Regions from separate parts of the Sus scrofa genome. Here region 2 is linked to region 1. Evidence: chromatin contacts called from public Hi-C data. All regions are on one chromosome and are shown on one strand. The core of a region is the stretch at or near the end of the contact, and the rest is flanking DNA. Distances in the headings are between cores, read along the strand shown. Region 1 overlaps KLF12 (Kruppel like factor 12). Region 2 holds the start of LOC110255761 (a long non-coding RNA gene).

Evidence for each region. Hi-C and Micro-C count contacts between places; a contact is called where the count stands out from the background.
Region 2: a contact with region 1 is called in a Hi-C map of fetal skeletal muscle, with 2.1 times the contacts expected there. The contact joins two enhancer-like sites. A contact is called at or near these places in 7 of 47 Hi-C or Micro-C datasets (brain, embryonic fibroblasts, fetal heart ventricle and 4 more) and 1 of 2 datasets of contacts at active chromatin or transcription factors (skeletal muscle).

The regions. Positions count from the first base shown.
Region 1 is chr11:46,248,581-46,255,506 of Sscrofa11.1, reverse strand. All of the region lies in intron 2 of KLF12 (Kruppel like factor 12), which reads left to right. Among named protein-coding and RNA genes, the nearest start is that of KLF12, 56 kb to the left of the region's middle. Within about 2 kb of position 3,831, at least 7 of the 83 cell types and tissues checked have an H3K27ac peak or open chromatin away from gene starts, as enhancers often do. A contact at or near this core is called in fetal skeletal muscle and skeletal muscle, where this site is marked.
Region 2 is chr11:46,632,227-46,639,152 of Sscrofa11.1, reverse strand. It overlaps LOC110255761 (a long non-coding RNA gene), which reads right to left and starts at 6,228. Exons shown (of 3, transcript XR_002336561.1): 1 at 5,415-6,228. It also overlaps a transcript of KLF12 not described here. Within about 2 kb of position 2,407, at least 30 of the 83 cell types and tissues checked have an H3K27ac peak or open chromatin away from gene starts, as enhancers often do. A contact at or near this core is called in fetal skeletal muscle and skeletal muscle, where this site is marked.

The DNA.
Region 1 (6,926 bases), core at 2,582-5,081:
TCTCACTAAGGGAGTGGTCTCTTCCAGAGTGTTCTGAGGTTTGCCGAAATTCCTGACTTTTCACTTGGTGACGCTTTTCTTGCTTGCCTCAGAAATCATCGGCGATCGGGATTGATTCTCACTCCTTTGCAACCTCGCATCCCACTCACTTAGAAAAGATCACATCCTGAAATCAGGACGGCGTAGTGACCCTAGAAGAACCACATGGCTGGTATTTAAATCGGTGAATGCTTCCGAACGCTAATACAAATCCAAAGCAAAGAGGAGGTATTAGAAAATGAGATGGAACTATAACTTCGGTGTGAAAATAGCTTGGTTCGTTCTTATTAAGTTGGGGAATTACAGAGTACAGGTGTGGGAAAGTTGCTGTTGATTGGATGGATTTCTCTTTTGACATTTGTATTTCCCCTTTTTATAGTGGAGGAAATTTAGTTTGAAAAGCACGTAAAAGCCAAAGAAAGCCTACTGAACAATAATATAGCCAAATTGACAAATTAATTTATGGCTACTAAAAGCATAAATACTTAAGAGCACAGCTGGGTTTTTTTAAAAGGATGTAAGTGATTTTATAATTGTTATCATTTATAGCTTCATGAGTTAAAATCATAATCAGTGCAGCCTGATTGCTGGCAGCATTGGTTGATCGGCCACCTTTTGTATTTAAGGGAGAAAGCACTGCCTACCTGTCTTTTTAAACCAGCCTCACGGCGGCAGTATACATGACTGAATAAAAGGACATCAATTAAATAAATATTTAGTCTTAATCTTATTAGTGTATCCCTTAATAAAAAAATTCAAAATAACACATTAGCGGGGCTTCCCATTGTGGCTCAGTGGTAAGGACCCTGACAAGTAACCATGAGGATGTGGGTTCAATCCCTGGCCTCGCTCAGTGGGTTAGGTACCTGGCATTACTGTGGGCTGTGGTGTAGGTTGCAGACACAGCTGGGATCTGGCACTGCTGTGTCTGTGGCGTAGGCCTGCAGCTGCAATTCTGACTCGACCCCTAGCTGGGGGAACTTCCATATGCCGCATGTGTGGCCCCACACAGCAAAAGCAAAAACGCATGAGCAATGTTTTGTCATTGAGCAATCCAAAGAAATTTCAAGTGTGCTTAAAATCTCGCTGGTGGAAAAATCAAATGCCTGAGTTCTTCTGGGACCCCATTCAAGAGGTTAGGCCACTGATGTACCAAAAGGATTTAAGGATGCGGACAGCCAAGGGCAAGGATCTCGATGGTGGGTAGCATGTAGAGGGCTTCTGCAGTAACTTCCCCATTCCTGACTACTATTTGGCAGAGGGCGAGGCATCTCATAAAGTATTTCTCTTCAGTGTAAGCCAGTGTCTGAAGCAGATCCCCGTCATGTAGAAGCTGCCATTTCCTCACGTTCAGTGTAGGCTGTGGTAGCTCTGCAATGGACTTGGTGGAGTTTGTGACGTAATGACTGACTCACAGAGATTCAGCTGCAGACTTGGGCAGTAGGACATCATGAAAGAAATGACCACGTGGCGGTTATTAATATTATTTGTTCATTGTTGACAAATCTTCAGAAAAGGTCATATATTCACCTGGATATTCTAGCCTGAGCCTCATCACGTTAAACTCTGTATTCTCCAAATTAAGCAGGTTTTTTTTTTTTTTTTAACCTTTTTTGTTTAAACTAATTGCTGAAGGATGTGTTTTATTTTTGTGGAGTTCTGTTTTCTTTCCTTTTTTTTTTTTTGGCTGTGCCAAACCGCAAGCAGGGGTTTCTAGGCCACGGATCGAACCTGCACCACAGCAGTGACCAGAGACACATTTGCAACAATACCAGATCCTTAACCACTGGGCTACCAGGGAATTCCAAGAGTTCTTTTTCCTATTTCCTTTTTTGTCTTTTCTAGGGCTGCACCCTTGGCATATGGAGGTTCCTAGGTTAGGGGTCTAATCAGAGCTGTAGCCACCGGCCTACGCCAGAGTCACAGCAGTGGGAGATGCGAGCCATGTCTGCAACCTACACCACAGCTCACAGCAAAGCCTGATCCTTAACCCGCTGAGTGAGACCAGGGATCGAACCCACAACCTCATGGTTCCTAGTCGGATTCGTTAACCGCTGAGCCATGATGGGAACTCCAAGTTCCGTTTTCTTAATCAAAATGTGTTTGCATCAGTTGAATAAAATAAGTTTCTGCACACTGTGTTTAACAAATCATATAGACCCGGGCATCTCATTTAGAGAAGACAGCCTGATGGAAAAGTGCAAACAGTATATTTCACAATGTTGCTTTTATTTCACGGTATGTTCTTCAGCTTGAATAGCAGTAAATCTGTTCAAGTCATCGATGTTGGAGGAAGGCAGAAAAGTACAGAACATCAGCCAGAATATACTACCTAGGCTGTTAGTTAAAGCCAGCCTAGGGTGTGGTTGTCACCAGTCTGGACAACCTCTAAGGACATCCAAATACTTCTCTCCCCTTTACTGTCATTTTTCAGTTTTATGGTAAAGTTTGCATGAAAGATTTAGGTGCATAAAAAACAAAAGCCAATATTCCCTGGGGTTTTACAATGTGAGTAAGAAACTCTTGTCACATTATTTATAGAAGGTATTTTTCTGTTCTCAAATAGGGACAGGAAAAATTGTAGGTTCTAGGTTTTACTTCATGCACGTTCGTAAGAATCAATTTTCCTCCTTGTGAATGGAGCTGATGTTGGTAGTTTAATCCTAATTTAGATTGTGTATGTTGGAGGGGAGTAGAAACTTGATTTTTTTTCTTATTCTTTGTATGTACTTTTTAAAAATACATGACAGATATAATTGCATTCTTTTTTACAGGAAAGCTTTAAGAGAAGCAGAGCACAGTATTTAATGAAATGTATTATCACTTGATTATTTATAGAACATAATTATTTGTATTGAGTCATTTGTAATACTCTCAACCAGCTCTTCTTTAAAGAGATAAAAGCTAGAATGTTAGTGAAATTCATTTTTGGTCCTTTTACTAGACTTTTTCATTGAGGATAATGGGATGGGTGAGAATACTGTGTAGTGTTCAGAATCTCAGAACTACTTTCAGATAGGGAGCGCTGGAAGGTCTGAAGATGTCGTCATTTCCATCTTACAGAACTCTCTCCTCATTGAGTATTAAAGGCTACTTGAACTTTGATTCTTCATAAGAAAATGTATACATATTGGTGACATCAAAAGACTCACATGTATGAGGCGTTCCCGTCATGGCTCAGTGGTTAACGATCTTGACTAGGACCCATGAGGACGAGAGTTGGATCCCTGGCCTTGCTCAGTGGGTTAAGGATCCGGTGTTGCTGTGAGCTGTGGTGTAGGTCGAAGATGCGGCTCAGATCCTGCGTTGCTGTGGCTGTGGTGTAGACCATCAGCTGTAGCTCCAGTTTGACCCCTAGCCGGGGGAACGTCCTCATGCCATGGCTGTGGCCCTAAAAAGACAAAAGACAAAAAATAAAAAAAAATACCCCCCCCCCACCAACTCCCCCCCAAAAAAAACCAGACATTCACATGTGTGATTATGGGCTTTTAAAAAAGATGACCTATTAGTTGCAGTGAACAAAAAGTTGTAGATGTGTAACTTTGCATCATGACAGTGAATGGGAAAGCCTGAAACGGATGCATTGATGGGATTCTGTAATCACTGTGGAAACCTAGTTTTCAGACTCTTCCGTCCATGTTTAGGGGAAGGAGAGTAAGTCTGTCTTTCAGGCTGCAGGCAGCATTATAAAGATCTGCTACTTGACGTGGCCTTCCTATCTCAGGGCACCGCAAAAGCACCTGTTCCTTCTCTCTTTCTTGCTATAAATAGTCCCTTAGTTCTTCTCTGTCAGCTGGTCTCTCCATGTGGTCCCTCCCACCCCGCCAAGGAATTCAGGACCTGATGAGCACATTTCAGAGCTTAAAGAAAGAACTGTGGAGCAGACTTTCTCTCGAACATTCTGGCTGCCTTGCCTCATTCTCGTCCTAGTTTTGTGTGTGTATTTGGCCTCGTCTCTTTAATCAGATCCTAAGCTCTTAGAGGGCAAGAACTATTTCTTATATTTCCCTTGTAGCTCCTGGCACCTGGTAGGTGCTCCGTAAATACATGCTTTATTCAGCTTGTGCAGGCATTATAACTGGCCTGGTGCAAAATAGGAAGCCAGGCAGTAGCCAGTTGTAAACCTGCTCTGTCTCCCTTATAGGGTTATTGCAAACATAACAATAAACATTGAAAATAACAGAGTCCCATGGGTGGCAGCCTTCATCTTGTTGCTGTGTGAACTGGGTAGATAAGAGTGGTTCATTCAGACCTCCTCTCTGCACCTTCCTTCTGTTTGGCACCCTTTGTTTGGTGGTCGTTAAGGCGATTGTTATTGCCGTCTCCTGCAAAGTGATTTCACATTTCTTCAGGCTTGTGGGTAATACAGCACATGTAGCCACATGATCCATGGCCAGGGCACATGTTCTCACGATGGACTTTGGGGGCGACTCTGTCTGTGACCTTTGGTGCTCTGTGTCCTGCTGTGACAAGAGCGTCCCAGTGCTGGCAGCCTTTGGATGTGCTCACACATTAGGAAGCATAGGACTGAGACAGGAAGAGGAATATTCAGAAATGAGGTTGTGTGCCTGGAGTGGGTACCAGCTCAAAGACAGAAAACGTATGATGTTGTCCCTGGCCCTGTAGCTTACCAGCCTGAGTGGCATGGGGAAGTGACTTCTGTCTCCAGGCTTCTGTGTCTTCGTCTGTGCAGTAGGGGTGTTGGAGCCGAGGCCTTCCACATTCAATCTGATGTTAGGCCAGGAGTGAGAGAAAGCATTTCCAGTCATGAGTCCAACAGCCAGCCTGCAGCAAAGCGACCTGCATGCGGAAGCAGAAATGCACAGACTTTCAGGTCAGGCAGACCTGAGTTCACATGCTTCAGCCAGGGTCCCAGAGGGCCCTAGAGGTAGGACAAAAGAGCCTAATGGTTTTGTCCCTGAAGGCAGTTTGCAGGAGCTTTGGCCACCTGTTGTGAGGGACTTTCATAACAAGGTGTGGAAGGCGTTTCTGTATTACAGAGAACTGTCTCCTACCATGTAGGCCACAAAGAAGTCACTTCCTTGAGAACAGAGCTGATGTGTTAGGTTCCTCGTTATTCCTCATCGTCCCCAGCACAGGGAGCTGATTGTTAGGCAGGGCTCAGCAAATAGCGATCAGTTCAGATGCTCTTTATTCTAAGTGGGAGCCAGTGTCACACTAGAATTGAGAGGATTTTGAGACAGGTGCCATTTGCCAAAGCCCCCAATTCTTTTTTTGTTTAATTATTTTTAAACATTGAAGTATAGTTGATACACAGTATTGTGCCATTTGCTGTTTACTGCAAAGTGACCCAGACATTCACATACAGACATTTTTTCCTTATATTATCTTCCATCTTGTTCTCTCCCAAGAGATTGGATATATTTCCCGGGGTGATACAGTAGGACCTCACTGCTTAGCCCTTCTAAATGCAATAGTTTGCATCTGCTCACCCCAAACTCTTAGCCCTAATAAACAAATGGAGATGGGCAAGAATTGTAGCTGGACCTAGAGATGTGTGATGGAGTGCTTTACGGGAGAGAGAGAGTTACATTAAAATTCACCTGCTTTAGAGAAAAAAATCCAGTAACAAACCTACCTTCTTCTTCTTTCCGTAAACCACTGTTTAATTTAACATAAAAGATGTTAATATACATCTGTGTGTAAAAGCTTAGTGAGACAGTGTTACTTTAATGACTTGATCAGAAGAGAAGAGAAGACATTATAAAAATGCCACTTGCATTACCCTTTAACAGAGCCTCATTATTCCGTCCCCTACTGTGGAACAGAAGTCGGCCTAGCTCGTAAATTGGTAGAATTATCTTAGACATATGAATTTGCTTATCATTTAATATTCTCTGATGACCCACTACTTGAGATCTTTTGATCTCTAGTCAAATCTTTGCCTATCACTACCTGACTTCAAAGGGAAACCCATGCAGAAGCTATGTGACGGCGAATGGAAGACTTTTTTTTTTTAAGCAAAAAAAAAAAAAAAAAAATCCCTACTTGCAAAACTCATGTTTTAGGGAAGCGATAGCCTTCCCCGAAGAAGCAGAGTTGGACTGATTTTAATAATGTCAGAATGGCCAATAAATGTATTAATAGAAAGAATTGAAAATCAATGAGCTGTGATAGTAATTACAGATAGTCCCCAAGGGAAATATAGCAGGCAGGCAAATCCTTTCCCTCCGGGCCTGCCCTGGGCCAGGCTGTGACGCTGATCATTCTGCCCTCCTTCTTGCCCATTAGCAATGTACTTTCTCCTTCACCTTCATTCCCCTCCGCCCGCAGTCTAGACACCCCCACCCTCTGTGCGGTGGTGCTTCACAGGACCCACAGATGGCCAGTCCTAAGTGCAGACTCATTCATGGAGAATATAAAATGCTCTTCTTTCCAAGAGTTATTTGCATTTGTATAAGGCCAGCGCTTTGTACAAAGGAATACTTTTTAAAGACATTTCATGCTCTGAGTAATTTGGGAATTTTGATGTGGGGGAAATTAACCTTCCCAGAATGTTTCCTCTTATGAATGATGGTGTTCTTTTTCTGGTACCAGTCTTTGTGGTAGAGTAAGAAAAAAAAGTCTGGAGCATGAGGTATGTATTTCTCTATCTAGGTGTGTTTTCTTGTGCTAATATTTACCTTCTGATTCATAGTCTATAAAGTGCCTCACAGAAAAAGATCTTATTTAGCTCTTGGAGGAGTTTTTGCTCTTGACCATGAGGGATTGACTGCTGTGGGTATTGACCTCTCACGATAAACACTAGAAAAGCAGACAAAATATAGGAAATGTTTTTCACGTGTTGGACAAGGGGCCCTTAAGAACTCTGATCCTTGGGTGTGGGATGACAAAGGAGGTGATTCTGCTGTAGGCTCAGCCTGCTG
Region 2 (6,926 bases), core at 1,158-3,657, 390 kb before region 1:
ACGCTGCTCACATGGACCTGATGTCCAGGTGAGAATGAACAAAGGGAAAATACAACCATAACCTAATGTCTAGTGGTGATAAGTGACCATGAAAAAGCAGAACCTAGTGTAATGGGAAAGAGAGCAATAGGGGGCGCTGTTTTAGACAGAGCATTAAGTCGCATTTCTCAGGGGAGTTGACACTTGAGCTGAGGCCTGAATAAAGAGGTCAGACTTGCGAGTAGAAGAGTTCCAGGCAAAAGGAGTTGCAAAGGCAGAGTCCTCTGGGTGGAAGTGCGTGAGGCATGTTTGGGAAATGGCTAGAGGGTCAACATGGCTGGAGCAGAGGGAGAGGGAAGAAGAGTGAGAAGAAATAGAGAGCCGGGTGCCAGATTATATAGGTCCTCGAAGGACCTTAAGGTCACAACAGCGTTAAAACAAACAAAAACAAAACAAAAAAACCTTTCATTTACTGAGATAGGTGCTACATTAATAAAATGTATGTACATTACTTAGTCTAATCCTCACAAAAATCCTATACACGAGTATCATCATTATACCTCAAGAAAAATGAGCCTTCACAAAATCAACATGACCAAGCTCAGAGAGCTACAAAGTGTTGGAACTTGGATTTGAACCTACATCTTCTGACACCAGAGGCCATTTCATATTCCAAAATCCTGTTATGACAGACAGATCTCTGGATTCCAATTTTACATAGTGCACTGGTAGAAATACTGTGAAATTCAAGTAAAATAGACATGTTTGTAGATCCTTCTAAGGAGGGAATAAAATTCTACCTTTTAATGAAAGGGTAGAATTATGTTCCCTCATCTTTATTACAATTAAATTTGATTTGGGGTCACATTTTTCATGCTCCTAACATAATAAGAGTCTCATGGAATGATCAAAGTCCACAATAATTTTGTACAAGCATTTACTGAAGGTATAACATAATCAAAGTTTTATGTCACCTAGTTAACCTCTCATCAGATTCAGTAGACAATAAGCCATGATACACAGCTGTGAAGACATTTCCATTTCAAAAATATTTGATATTAAGGACTGAATTTGAGAGATGGATGTTCAAAATATTTGGTAGTCTCTACTTCTTCCTATTGCTCATTTGTGCACCTGCTTTGCTAAATTTATCTCACAATATGTATAGCCACTCAAGGAGGTCTCTTCTGTGTGTCCCCATCCTTCTCCATCTCATTCCCCCAACAAGAACTCCTGTTCCTCTTGTTCTCGGGACACAGTCCCTCTCTTCCCACTAAAATCTGACTGTTTCTTTTATGCCCTGCCCGTCTCACTGGTGTGCTTAATGCGCCACCCTGCCTGTGTGATGAATTAACCTTCCTTACATACATTCTGCTTCAACCACTGGCCATGGAGGCTTGACTTTGTCTTCTATGTCTCTGAGGATCTGAATTTGCCCACTCATAGATTTCTGAGAGTTTTTGGGCAACAGCTTTAATTTCTGGTCTCCCAACCACCCTTGTACCTCCTGTTGACCGGAATATTTCTTTCAGTCTTTCAGTTAGTTGAATAATTCCTAATTCCTACAAAGCTGATTTATCAAACCATCACCTTCACTACCAAGTAGTGTACTTTTCAAACCTGTTTGCAGGAGTTTCCTCAGAAAAGCCCTAGAAATCTGAGGGCCCTGAGACACATTTTTAATGACACAGAAACCTACTTGATTTTAAAAAATAAAATCCACTTAGGACAAAAATAAACCAGGCAGGTTTCCCTTCCTGCAATATCTTCTCTCCTTGAAACTGTTACGTTTCAGAGCTAGTTTGTTTTAGGAAGCTCTGTTCTGTGGAGCAATAAGTTGTTGTAAGACAAACAGAATAATTTTGTTTTCCATTAGGTCAGTGGTGACAACATTAAGCTTAGCAAGACCATTTTTTGGCCAAGCTTGTAGCATGCAGAAGTTCCCCTGCCAGGGATTGAACCTGGGCCACAGCAGTGACCTGATTCACAGCAATGACAACACTGATCCTCAGCCTCTAGACTACCAGGGAACTCCTCGCAGGACCTTTCTACGAGCACTTCAATTAAAGTTCTGCTCATGTAGTTTTTGCTTTTTTTTTTTTTTTTTTTTTTTTTTTTTAAAGCAAAAAGTAGACTTTTCTTAAGCTGCTTTTACCCTGCAAATGGCCCTGATATCAGAAGTCCACTGGCAGGGTAAAATCAGGTATAAATTATAAAAGGGTTTTATTTGTTTTCAGGAGGACAGTGTTAAATACTCTATATTATCCCCCAGTTTGTTGAAGTGCAGAAGCTGAAAAACAATCTGGGCTTGGAAAGAAACTGCAGTGTCTGAAACTCTCCAGAAGCACTCAGAATGACAGGACCCTTAGCCAATAAAATGTGAGATTCAAGGAACACATTGTCACAACTCAGCGAATAATAAGGAGCAGGTATAAGTATGACATCACTGAAACACATTCCCATTGGCGGTTCCTCTGTGTGCTGGTTACTGTTCTATTTGTGGAAGCAGCAGCCTTATTCAAATTAACCTTTTCAGGCAGAGGGGAGGAGGGAGGTGGTGAGAAATATGCTGCAGTCTTTCCCCTGAAGGTGACGTGCTCTCAAATTCACTTTACATTGCCTTTGAGCAGGCAAAATAAAAATAAATTCAGCTGCGGCAGTGTTTCACAGGGATAATAGCTGCTTGAATTAGATCAGGTCAGTGAAAAGGAATGGGATAGAGGCTGTGGCAGAGTGAAAACAAATTTCTGAATTTTTCTCTTTGCTTTTATTCCTTCCCGCCTTATTATTTCTCCGTGTCTCTTTCCTGGACCTGATCGCTGCATAGACTAAACTTGATATCCCCCCAGTCAGCCATTCGAGGGAAGGATTTCTTTGAATACTCATACCTCCAGCCTGTGATGTCTAGCAGACAGGTCCGATGAACGGATGGTTGCCTGACATGGTAGAAATACTCAGGAGTATGAAGCTGATGAGATAATTTAATCACATTTACTGTCGTCTGTGAGCAACTGTCACTTTCCATCCTGTTTCTGTTACATAACATAGGGCCTCCAGCTACATCACTGATACACAGGAGCGCCCACTCTGTGTTTAACTCCTAGGGCTTTGCTTTCACTTCGGAGAGCCTAGATGTGGGGGCAGTCCCCATGTCTAGTCCCCATCCGGATGGGCTTCCAGAACTTGGCACAACTTTGCACAAATAAAATGCTTTGGGTCTTTGGCCTTATTTCTTTTACATCTTCAAAAAGGATTTCACTCTCTCTTGTCACTGACAAAGATCACTCAGGATACAAACCGTCTAAAACGGTAAACCCTGCTTTCGAGTCCATGTCCTTAAGTAATTTCTTCTTTCTGATATTTCTGTTTTCTTTCCATCCCTTGTCATCTCTTCCTTCCTACCTCAGAATGCCTCTACACAGCATTCCTGTTGTGGCTCAGTGGGTTAAGAACCCAACTAGTATCCATGAGGATGAGGGTTCGATCCCTGGCCTTGCTCGGTGGGTTAAGGATCCGGCGTTGCCTTGAGGCTGTGGTGTAGGTCACAGATGTGGCTCAGATCCGGTGTTGCTGTGACGGTGGCGTAGGCCGGCAGCTGCAGCTCTGATTCAGTCCCTAGCCTGGAAACTTCTATATGCTGAAGGTGTGGCCCTGTGAAGGAAAAACACAAAAATTAAATGCCTCTACTTGACAAATTTTAAAATGCAAGTGAAAAAGTTTCCAGAAAGTTGATGATCAATCTATAGTCTCTGCCACAATGTGGAGTGTCTTAGTCTGTTTGGGCTCCTGTAACAAACTGCCACAGACTGAGTGGCTTATAAACAACAGAAATGTATTTCTCACAGTTCCAGAGGCTGGGAGTCTGAGGTCAGGGTGAGGCGAGGACCTTCTCCAGATGCCGATTTTTCCTTGTTTCCTCCTTGGGTCCCCACATAGTGGAAGGGGTTACGGAGCTCTGTGGGACTCTTTCATGAGGCCCTAATCCCATTCAGGACCCCACCCTCATGATGTAAGCACCTCCCAATAGCCACCTCCCAATACCATCATCTTTGGGGGGGAGTCAGGATTTCAACATTGGGGAGTTCCCATTGTGGCTCAGTGGTAACAAACCCGGCTAGTATCCATGAGGACATGGGTTCGATCCCTGGCCCTGCTCAGTGGGTTGAGGATCTGGTATTGCCATGAGCTGTGGTGTGGGTCGCAGACACAGCTCGGATCCTGCCTTGCTGGGGCTGTTCTGTAGGCTGGCAGCTGCAGCTCTGATTAGACTCTTTGCCTGGGAACTTTCATAGGCTGCAAGTGCAGCCCTAAAAAAAAAAAAAAAAAAAAACGATTTCAACATATGGATTTGAGGTTGAGGAGGAAACACAAATATTCAGACAGAGCATTAGGCAAAAACAGCTATATTTCAGGTCAGAAATAAGTTGCTTTAGGCAAAGAGCTAGCTCCCACTGCTCCAAACATGCTGCACGTTTGCCTGTCCTTAAAGAGATCTGAACCTCTGAGCTCGTCCCTTGCTATTCCTCTAAAAACATTAATAATCTTGTCATCAGACTGTAATGACAATGGCACCAGCATGACACTACATGTTACAATCCCGTTTGGACTCTCTGTACTGGTTTTGCCTAATTTACAAATCCCTTTAAATGGATCTGGGTATTGCAGCAGTTACCAGGTTCTGAGCAAAACTATACAGATTCAGAAAAATAGCTTGTGTGAGGAAGGTTAGAGCACTTCTGAATAAATAATGCACGGAAGGTCAGCCGCGGAGGAGCGCTGGGAAGCGAGCAGGTGTGTGCTGGGGTGATGGGCGCATCCGAGGCAGGAAGGAGGGGGCGTAGACGAAGTCGCTGCCACCCTCACGAACTGGCCCTGCCCAAGCCCTGCCAGCTTTCTGCCAGGAACCACTGAGAACTATTGGCTTTTTCACAAGGAGCTGCTGAAATTCCAGGAACCGGGGGTCTGGAGCAATTTTCAGCACAGCGCTCCGTATGTCGCTGACATCCAGCAGTTCTGTGGACCCAGCTTTCCATTTTCTGATTTTTTACACTTTTCCCTGCCTGATCCCAGCCCTTCCTTGAGAAGGAGACTGTTATGTGGCCCACCTTGGCAAAGCAAGACAGGAGCTCAGAGGTCGCTAGCTTGACCTGGCGCACCACGCGTCTTCCCTCATTCTGCCTGAATGCAGCATTGTTCCCCTGCTGAATGAAGTTTTAGAAAATGACTTTCAGATGCTCCCTTCCCTTTCTGGGGCTGTTTTACCCCCCTGGCCAGTTTGTAATCTCAGAAACCTCATCATCTTTGTTTGGCTCTTGATAAAAATGAAAAGATTCATAAAATAGCATCCTCGATGAGAGGCACTGATACCAGTTGGAAATGTTTCAGCTTAAGACCACTGCCAAATAATCGGACGAGTGCCCTTCCACTGTACTTACGTTTTGAGTTTGTCTATTTGCTGCTTTTGCTGTCACTGTCAAATCCACTGGGTTATTGTAGGCAGTGCCCACAAGTGACTGGGACCCTCTTTATCTGAACTCTGATCAGAAAGCTGCTTGGTTCTCTTCAGGTTTGGTTTGGTTTTTTTTTTTATTCTCCCCTCCCCTAGCCCCCAGCCCCACCTTCAAACCAGAAAAGTAGCTGCTGAAAGCAGAACAGTTGCCATGGCAACCTCTTGGCAGCTTCCTCAGTGAGTAACAGTGTTGATTTCCCGAGGAGGCCGGGCGGGAGGGGGTGGAGCTCTGAGGAGGGAACGGAAGGTTACTGAGCACTTAGTTAATATGCAAAACCACTTACGCAGTGCTGGATGCGCAGTGAATAAGCGCAAACAAAGCCATGCTTGATCAGCTAACATGGACTTTGCACACTAGTTGATCTGTCCAGGGATGCAGATGTTGGCTCCCAGAGAAATGTTGCAATTGGACAGTAAAGGACACTGAGAGGTAATCTGACAAGAGGTTAAACACTATTTTTGTAATGGTTGGTGAATAGAGAAGAAATAAACAGAGGTGAGGTGTAATTGCCTTGCTCCTCTTTGCTTTGTTCAAAGAAAAACATAGCCATCTAAATCACAGGGATGGTGTTTTCTCGGAAAATCTAACATACTGAAGTTCAAGTTTGCATCAATTAAACTCTATGTAAGATAAACCAATATGTTCAGATATAAGCAAGTATAGCATAATTGGGTTTGTGCTGGAACAAAACATACGGCTCAAGTAGCATCTTTCACCTCAGAGTTTTCAGACAAAGAAGCAGCGTGTAGTAACTTGGGGCTGGGAGTGGGGGCGGATACTGTTGGCTCTCTCCTCTCTGCTGCTCTCCTCTCTTTCTCCTGCTCTCTCTCTCTCTAACTTTGAGGGATCCCTGTTTGTTTCCTGGGGGCTGGCCAGGTTGGAAATCAACCCCAGAGAGAGTCCTAGGGAGACTGGAGGGCAGAGTGTCTTGGCAGAGGTCACCTGCAGGAAAAATTAGCAGACTGGCTGTGTGGGCAGAGGAGGCGGCAGCCAGCCCCTTGCCTCTTGGCCTGCAGCTTTGCATGTTAAAGAAGAGGTAGGCGGAAGGAGCCTGCAGCAGTGAGCGGAGGTCTGCCCAGCAGGTGTCACTAGGGATTTAAAGCTTACCAGACCTTTGGGACAAGGCCTAAGAAACAGCCGGAGTGATGATTAATGAGGCTTACCTTAAAATATTTTTGAGAGGTTAGATGTGAAATAATTCCAAGGAGTTTTCCTTCCGAGGGAGATTCAAACGATAGCTACAACTGGCTTTAAATGATTTCTGGACCATTCTCGCCAAGGCTCCATTTCCATTTCGGCACCCCCATTCTAAAACCCAGACAGGGCCATAAAACACACTGAATCCAACACAATGGGGAAATTACAGAGGCAAAGCAAAAGAAGGTGCAGAAAATGATTTTACGGTAGCGATTCCCCTTCACAAAACCAGCTTCTGTG